Regions from separate parts of the Mus musculus genome. Here region 1 is linked to region 2. A link is a contact called in public Hi-C data. All regions are on one chromosome and are shown on one strand. The core of a region is the stretch at or near the end of the contact, and the rest is flanking DNA. Distances in the headings are between cores, read along the strand shown. Region 1 has its middle 49 kb from the start of 4930453N24Rik. Region 2 has its middle 340 kb from the start of Csnka2ip.

Region 1 (4,682 bases), core at 1,299-3,798, 460 kb after region 2:
TATTTTTGTTAGCCGAGACTAATTGGAGCCAAATGAGTAGAACGATATGGTAAGGATACACAGAGAGATTCCCGAGTCTTTAGGAACTGAAATAAATGAGGGCAATCAGCACTGTATACAGACCGTACTGCGTTCAATTAATATAAATAGCATAGCAGTCAGCTGCAAAGCCCCATGGAGGATGCTGGGTTCTGAGGGACAGCAGATGTCTATAGTGCTGGGGAAATACAAACAACATGCCAGACCAGAGCAGATCAAATGGCAAAAGCAGGGGATTCAGAAGCTCAGGTGGGGGTGGGGTAGAGAACTGGCACTTTTTTTCTGGTACAGTTTTATAGACCGTGGTCTGGTCTAGGTTATCAATTGCTGTGGCTTGGCTGGTAAGAGATGGGCAGCACACGCTCTCCTTTCGAAGAGAAATGGCAGCTCCGTGAGATAAACTGTAGCTGGGTCTAAGGCAGAACAACAATTATTTTGACCCACACAGTCCAACGTAAGGCTTAAGCCTTGTTTTAACCACGGATTGGTTTATATAGTAAATGTTGATATCACGGTGCTGAGGCGGATCCCATGGTGTGTTGACACTGAGTTCTTAAAGGGTAAAGTTTGCATCCTAACTTTTGGTTGCATGGTAACTGTATGAAGATGCTCTTTTAGAGGTAGACAGTTTTGATCAACTGTTCCTCTTTGCAAAGTGAAATTAAACTCATAATCTGGAGTTGCTTCAAGCACAGTGAGTCTAAACCAAACAATATTCTATGGAAATTACCCTTCTTTCTTCCACCTGATTCTGATATTTGGATGTCAACCTTGTTGTCATTATTAAGCACACGTGTTAAATATGGTCTTTTATAATAGCCTCTGAAAAAAAAACGATACAATTTCAAAAATCTTCATGTTTTACTCATGAAAGAATCATTGTATAAAGACTCTCCTATTGATGTTCCACTGTGTGACATCTTACTCTGCTGTGATTAAATATCAGCCTCTCTGAGTTTCGGTTTACTCCCCTTAAGATGAGGGACTAGCTTGGATAACCTTATGGTTTTTCCATATCTCTGAGCCTGTGTAAACTGAGCACCAGTCAAACTGCATGAAACCACTAATAATTCAAACAGAGTGGCCTTTTATTATAACCCAGATAGCTAAAAAGATTTCTGAGTCTTCTGAAGTTCAAACCATGAGTCATTACAGGAAGTCAAGTAGGAATCATTAAGCAAGCCAAATGGTGCACAATTGGTATAGGGGAAAAAAGACAAAATACAGGCAAGGCAAAAACATAAACCACTTATAATCTTGACACCCAGATAGTCTCATCCTTAAGATGTTAATTGGCAGAAATGAAGACAAAGAAGTAGAAGAGTAATGGGGAAATACAGATGGTAAGGATGGTAAAACTGGCACAGATGTGGACGGAGATATGGTACCTGCAGGCAAAGTGATGCAAGGAGATGCACAGTTGACATATCATTTTTAAACAATATTTTAGATTATTTAGATATTTTAAAAGCATCACAATTATTTCGACATACCCCACCTATGCGTATGAATATATATTGATTTTTCTAAATGTCATAAAATCTGATGGCTACTTCTTTAAAGTTACTATTGTATGCATGGGGGGGGGATGAGTTGAGGTGGGGCATCATTTTGGAGGTCAGAGGACAACTTTGAACTATCAGGTCTCTCCTTCCATCTTTTAGATGCAATGTCTCTCTTGCTTCTGCCACTGGGCTGCATGCTCAGGATAGATGCTCTATACATTTCTGAGCAATTCTCTCATGTCACCACAGAAGTGCTAGGATTGTAGATGTATACCACAACCTCAGCATTTTTATATGGGTCCTGGAGATTGAACTCAGGTCATAAAGTTCACACAGAGCATGCTTTTTCTCATTAAGCTGTCTCGACGACCCCCAGAGCTATATTTTATATATCTATAATTAAGTAAACTTATCAAAAATAAAAAGTAGAATATGAAGTCTATACAAATTTTTAAAACTTTTATTTTTTAGGAAGGTTATCTCTCTGTGTAGTCCTGGCTCACCTTCACTTACTATGTAGAACCAGTTTGGCCTCCAGCCCAGAGATCTGCAGGTCTTCTTCTTTCCAGCCCTAAGATTAAGTAAGTAATGATAGCACGGCAAGCAGGGGATTTAAACATACAGAGCCTGCTCCCTCTAGGTGAGGTCTTAGCAGGTCTCTCATCCTGCTAGGCAGAAAGGATCACTCCTTCATTTTTTGACACTCGCATGTGCTCTTAAGCATCCCTGATCAGGGCATTGAAGGTAGGAAACAAGAGAAATCCCCATTCCTCTCTCTCTCTCTCTCTCTCTCTCTCTCTCTCTCTCTCTCTCTCGCTCTCTTTCTGCCCTTCAAAGATTACCTAAGCCCTAGACCCTATTTCTTTTGAGGCAAACACCAAGCAACCAATATTCCTTATTAAAACATCTGAGCCTTGAGTGGTAAACTCTTGTCCTGTGAGTAGAGTCATGTTAACTTTGCCGTCGCTAGATTGCCCAGGCAGCAGCAGGAAAACATGCCCGTCACTATTCACAGGAGGACGTATGTAATTTGGAAGTATATTCACGCAGGCCACCAGATCTGTCTGGGAAAAGATTCAAAAGGATGCCTTTTTCCCTGAAAGCCCAGAATAGAAGCAGCATTTTATAGGAGCAAGTCACTCTGTGAAAAAGATAAAAAAGAACAGAGATGGAGAAAGCCAGCTCTGACAATGAGAGAGATGTGAGAGCAATACCTGTGTGTGCTATCCATGGCAGGGAGGGGTTGAGGAGGTTGACTAGCTGTGATAGAATGGGATGGATTATTTTAAGAACTTTGCTTCTCTCACACAGAAATCACCAGATCCAGAAGGGAGGGGCTGGTGATCCTGAGAGGGTTGGGAGCCTTGGGGAAGTCACAGTGAGAAAAGGAAACTGCAGTGACCAACACATCCCAAAACAGAAGCAAAATCTGGGACTCACCGATACACCTACAAAGGCCATATAGTCGATTCCTGTCCTATAGCCTAATCCACTATAGAAAGTTTTCTCATTAATTGGGGATGAAAACTGCAGGTCCTCCTTATAGGATGCAGGCTGTACACTGCCATAGACTTCAAATCTATGCTTCTTTTATATCTGTGTAGTAACTCTAAATACAGACCTGCACTGAAAGTAAAGAAGCTGGGAATTGGCTTGTAGGAATGCCTTACAGAAAAGAGGCTGTTCTAGATTTTCTGGGGCACGGTTGGGATGCATTCTAAGGACTAACACAAAGGTCTTTAATGTCACTTATTATTGTTCTCTATAAAAGCAAATAGCAGTTCAACCTGCCTCAGAGAAGTCTGCAGGTAGGGTAGGTAGTCTCAAGGCAATAGCAAAACACCATGCTGAGCTGAGGACTTGGTGCAGTTGATGAACTGCTTGCCCTCCAAGCATGAGGACCTGAGTTTAAGCCCCAGCATCTATGTAAAAAGCCAGTTGTCAAGCTTGTGATTCTAGTGCTAATGTGATGGAGTCAAACAGGTCCACAGGCTGAGTGACCAGACTGCCTAACCTTCTTCTTTTTTTTTTTTCAACGAAAATATAACTTTTTTATTGTATATTTTCTTTATTTACATTTCAAATGGTATCCCCTTTCCTAGTCCCCATCCCCAGAAATCCCCTATCCTATCCCTCCCTCCCCCTGCTTCTATGAGGGTGTTCCCCCACCCAACCACTCCCACCTTCCCTCCCTCAAATTCCCCTACACTGGGGATCGGGCGTTAACCCCAGAACAGCAAGAGACTCTGACTCCAAAGAAATGTGGATGACTCTTGAAGAGCATCACCAAGAGTTGTCCTCTGATCTTCTATTTACACATCACACACGAGAGAGAGACAGAGAGAGACAGAGAGAGACAGAGAGAGAAGAGAAGAGAGGAGAAGAGAAGAGAAGAGAGGAGAGGAGAGGAGAGGAGAGGAGAGGAGAGGAGAGGAGAGGAGAGGAGAGGAGAGGAGAGGAGAGGAGAGGAGAGGAGAGGAGAGGAGAGGAGAGGAGAGGAGAAGAGAAGAGAAGAGAAGAGAAGAGAAGAGAAGAGAAGAGAAGAGAAGAGAAGAGAAGAGAAGAGAAGAGAAGAGAAGAGAAGAGAAGAGAAAGAGGAAGAGAGAGAGAGAACCCTAATGTCTTTCCATATCTCTCTCTTCCCACTGGCCAAAAATGACTGCTGTAGTTCTAGGGGATGGTGTATCCTGGTATTCAAAGACAGAAAAGGTCAGGGTTCATTCCTTTTTGCTTTTTATGACCGATGTAACAATCTCCCTGAAACTGCCTGGACCAGTTTAGAACTACATAAATCATAAAGTAGGTTCAATATAGAATATTTAACATGGGATATACTAACTATAATAAAAATAGTCATAAGATACAGATAAGCAAAGGAAGCCAGATGTGGTTGGAAAGACTTTTTTCCAGAGACAGAATAGCAAATATTTGTGTTTAAGTCCCCTCTGAGCCATACTGATTTGGAGTTTATGGGAAAAGCTAGTTCCACACTTGCTGATCCATTGCCAGGCAAAGGCACTCAGGTGTATGGGTGGTCAGTAGAAGCGGCTAACAGCAGAAGCCGCTCTGTGCAATTCCACCACCACCCTGTCCCTGCCACACAGGCAGCTGTCCAGGCCAGGGCTGCACAGGCCAAGG
Region 2 (4,373 bases), core at 1,370-3,869:
TGATTTCCAGTTTTTCAAGTACTAAGATTATTGTACAAACTGTCCTATGTCTGCACAGTCAAACTTTACCTAGGACTGGATCCTGGCCAACTTATAACACATTTTGTGCAAATCAATTACAGGCAAAAAAATCTAACGGTAAATAATTTATAACATGATGAGTTCTTCACAAGCTGGTAAACCTGCCCGTGTCCAAGATTGTCCTCAGCTTCCTGCAGTTGGCTTTCCTGTATCTCATGTCAAGAGATGGAGCCTTTATATCTCACCCCTATTTCACAGGGTCAGGAAATGATATTAACCCCTTTCCAAATGAACAGCTCCGACTACAAAATCACAGAGCGAAAGTGTGTCCTCAGGACATAAAGGGAGAAAGGTAGAAGGCAGGATTGGTGAGAAATAACCAAGTAAAAATCCATGAAAAGTATTTTAGATTGCTGAACATGGCAGGGTGGGGTCGGGGAAAGCAAGCAATAAATTTGACCAGAAAGTCAAAGTTTTACTATGAGAAACATGCAGAGGCAAAACAACAGCCACTCGATGATCTGTCTTGAATTGGGGCAAAGGTAAGCGCTGCTTGATCTTTTAAGAATGCAGGCTCAAAAAAAAAATGCAAAAGATGCTTACACAATATTCTTCCACCTCCCTCATTTACAGAGAGTCTCAACATGCCCTCAGTATGTTAAAGAAGGTATTATGGAATGGATAACCTGATGCATTGTAGGTGTGGCTTATTTGATGTCTGCCTAGCGTGAATAAAGTCCTGTGGTCAACCTCCAACACCACAGAAAATGCACTTCTGAAAATCTAGCATTCACGATTTGGAAGCAGGAAGTCAAGAGTTCAAGGCCATCCTCAGATACAAAGCATATTTTATTTCCATGATAGCCTGGAATACATGAGATACTAGAACAAACAATACACAAAATTATGATAGCATTTAACATTCTAGTTAGTTAAATTATATCTAATTGTAAATCTTCTGACACAATATATATTTATCCACTCATTTCCTTATCAATAATAAATTATACTGTAACAGTATAGATTACTTTTTCATACAGTCAACCTCTAAATATTTGTGACACATTACCAGAGGGAATGATGTTGAATTGTTAATATTTATCACTTCTATACTTAGAATGCATTTTTAATGCTAAGTATTTAAAACATTAACTCAATCATTTGTTGCTGATACCCTTGAATGGACGTGATGGATGGATGATAGATAGATGGATTGATTCTCTGTAATTTAGAATATATCCAAATATTTTATAAATTATAGAAAGACATGATATTAATAGAGAAATGCTCCCTGTAGTGTTTTCTTTATATGTCTTTCATTTATCATGTGTATAAGAGCAGTCATAGGATATTATGCGAACCTCTTTGTTGGTTATCCTATTTATTGAAAGGAAGGCCTGACTCCTGCAAATTGTCCTCTGACATCTACATTTGTACTCTGAGATGTACATGCATATACTCATAGATGCTCAGACACAAAGACACACACACACAAACATACTAAGATACATAGAGATAAACAAAGGCACAACATACAAGCAAACATTCATGCACACATACATGTGCAAAATAAAGAAATAAATGTTTAAACCAATGAGAAGATTCTCAGAGGAGAATGTGTGGACTAAAATAGCCTATGGCAGAAATCAGTAATTTTAACTCAGAAGTTAGTACATTTTCCTAAGTAGGTGATGTTGGAAGATTCCTAAAACAATATAAAATATCATCAGTTTTCAAGCCAAATAATGCTCCCAGACATAAGCCAGTCATTTTATCTAAAACTATCAGGATCCCATGACTTATTACTAAGAATTTCTGAATTATTTTTTCTTTTCCATACATTTGACATCTGCCCTGGATTTCCTTAAATTTCTCTGGGAAGAAATGTTTTTCAGTACTTTTCTTCTCCTTATCTTTTGACTGTTAATCTAAGACTTTCATTCAAATGACCAAATTAAAAACAAACAAAACATGTTTTCTGAAAACTGTATTAACCATGGCTAGAATTTTAATAAAAACATCGAAGAAATTAATGTGCCTACCAACATACTAAATATGCATGTACTTCCCTTAAGAAATGAGGATAAATTTAAAATGTGGCCAAATCTCAGTTTTTGAGCAAACTGTAATGATAGGACTGTTTTATAATTAGTATAAAAATATTTGAGTCAAGACCTTTTGCCTGAGTTATGGAAGGCAGGGCTTTTTGTTTTATACACATATGAGGATCATGCATTATCTTTGCTTGTTTCCCTGTCTACCCTTCTTCTAGGTACCACTGGTACTTTTAAAACATTATTTCCAAAGAATGAACACTGCTACCACACTTGGCAAGCAACAACTGTGCTTCCAGAATGTGTCATAATCTGTCACAGATCTGCTTCATTATTTAGTTAAACTTGGAGGGGGGAAACAGATTCTTTTTCTCTATCCAAAGGCACTTTTTGTAGAATAAATTATATACAAATACACGACACAAAAGAAACGGAATAAGAAAAGAAAATTGACATTTTGATTTGTGGACTCTCCAGTAGGTCTATCATTCATCGAGAAAAATATCACTATTGTCACTCTGCTCGGGCACGGAGACTAATTGGCACAGCTGTGGCTGAACAGGCTTTCTGCAGGGAATGCTGCCTTGCAAAGAAACACAAGGCACCAAAGGACTTGCAGGTGTTATGAATTGGGTCTAAAAGATGAGACTGAGTCTGATTAGGGAGAGCTAAAGATGTATAGATGTGTCTTTCTAAACATTGAGCTACTAATATGCTTTTTTGTGTGGATGACAGTTCATTCATTGAGAAATATTTCAGAATTTGTACTCCGTTCAAAGCCATGTGCTGAGCGCCAGCCTTAGCGTAGGAAGCCAGGAAAAGTCATTCTTGTGGGAAAGACAGAGATCTGCATAGAAATGAGCACTTCTCCTTCCTCTGGAGTAGCACAGAGCATTGTTTTAGTTTTCTTTCTGTGTTTGCCGCTCTCATCCATAACCATTGAAGTGACGATGAAGGTTAATGATATTCAACACTCCGCAGATTGAATAGGTGAAATCATTTGCCCAAAGTCATATCCAGGTTCCTTGATTGCCAATTTGAAGAAATACTGACTTTACTAACATTTCATATGAAGGGGTTTGATAAGAATTCATGACCATAGAATATCCCTACCAAGACTAGGTGTTTCAAACTGCGTTCCAATACCAGAAATCTGTTTATACTTTTCTGATAATAGGCTCGTCTTCAGCATCTTCAGAAGTACACGAGAGAAGGAAGAATAAGGCTGCTTATTTTTTTAATTATTGGGTATTTATTTCATTTACATTAAGGCTTCTTTTTGAGTTACAGCACAAGATTAATTTGGAAATTTCTCCAAGACAGAGGATCTCTTAGTCTCCAGCACTTTCATTCTGTATAGTCCTATTTAATGACATCTTTAATTTTCTGGGGAAACTGGGAATTTAGAGTCTGTGGGCATCTATTTATTTATCTCTGAAGCTTATAAATTTTTTAGACAAATCAAGCACTATGGATAAAAAAAAAACTGTCAGAATCAAAGAATAACATCGGGATAAAATGTTCCCTTATCTGACACATCTTTTTCTTTTAATTAGGTATTTATTTCATTTACATTTCCAATGCTATCCCAAAAGTCCCCCACATGCTCCCCCATCCACTCCCCCACCCACCCACTCCCACTCTTGGCCCTGGCGTTCCCCTGTACTGAGGCATATAAAGTTTGCACGACCAATGGGCCTCTTTCCACTGATGGCCGACTAGGCCATCTTCTGATACACATGCAGCTAGAGACATGAGCTCTGGGGGGTACTGGGTAGTTCATATTGTTGTTCCACCTATAGGGTTGCAGATCCCCCCAGCTCCTTGGGTGCTTTCTCTAGCTCTTCCATTGGGGGCCCTGTGATCCATCCAATAGATGACTCTGAGCATCCACTTCTGTGTTTGCTAGGCCCCGGCATAGTCTCACAAGAGACAGCTATATCTGGGTCCTTTCAGCAAAATCTTGCTAGTGTATGCAATGGTGTCAGCGTTTGGAAGCTGATTGTGGGATGGATCCCTGGGTATGGCAGTCTCTAGATGGTCCATCCTTTTGTCTCAGCTTCTTAATTGATGTAAATACAATAAGAAATATGTGGGGATGGAGAGGTGCCCCAAGGATTAAGAGTACTATCCACTCTTCCAGGGGACTCATTAGGATCCAAGTGCCCAGGTCAGGTGCCTTCCTGAGTCCTAGTTCTAAGGCTTTAATGGCTTTTGGTCTCTATCAGCAATCACACTCATGTGTATGCATGCATACACACAGAAATATGAATTGTTTAAAGAGAAATATTATGAAAA

What was found. A called contact is a pair of places that touch in the nucleus more often than the background predicts.
Region 1: a contact with region 2 is called in a Hi-C map of cortical neurons, with 4 times the contacts expected there. The contact joins two enhancer-like sites. A contact is called at or near these places in 4 of 484 Hi-C or Micro-C datasets (the HPC-7 cell line, cerebral cortex, cortical neurons and 1 more) and 1 of 115 datasets of contacts at active chromatin or transcription factors (embryonic basal ganglia).

What each region holds. Positions count from the first base shown.
Region 1 is chr16:64,719,128-64,723,809 of GRCm38.p6, forward strand. No RefSeq gene overlaps it. Among named protein-coding and RNA genes, the nearest start is that of 4930453N24Rik, 49 kb to the right of the region's middle. Within about 2 kb of position 2,549, at least 4 of the 459 cell types and tissues checked have an H3K27ac peak or open chromatin away from gene starts, as enhancers often do. A contact at or near this core is called in cortical neurons, where this site is marked.
Region 2 is chr16:64,262,647-64,267,019 of GRCm38.p6, forward strand. No RefSeq gene overlaps it. Among named protein-coding and RNA genes, the nearest start is that of Csnka2ip, 340 kb to the right of the region's middle. Within about 2 kb of position 2,620, at least 21 of the 459 cell types and tissues checked have an H3K27ac peak or open chromatin away from gene starts, as enhancers often do. A contact at or near this core is called in cortical neurons, where this site is marked.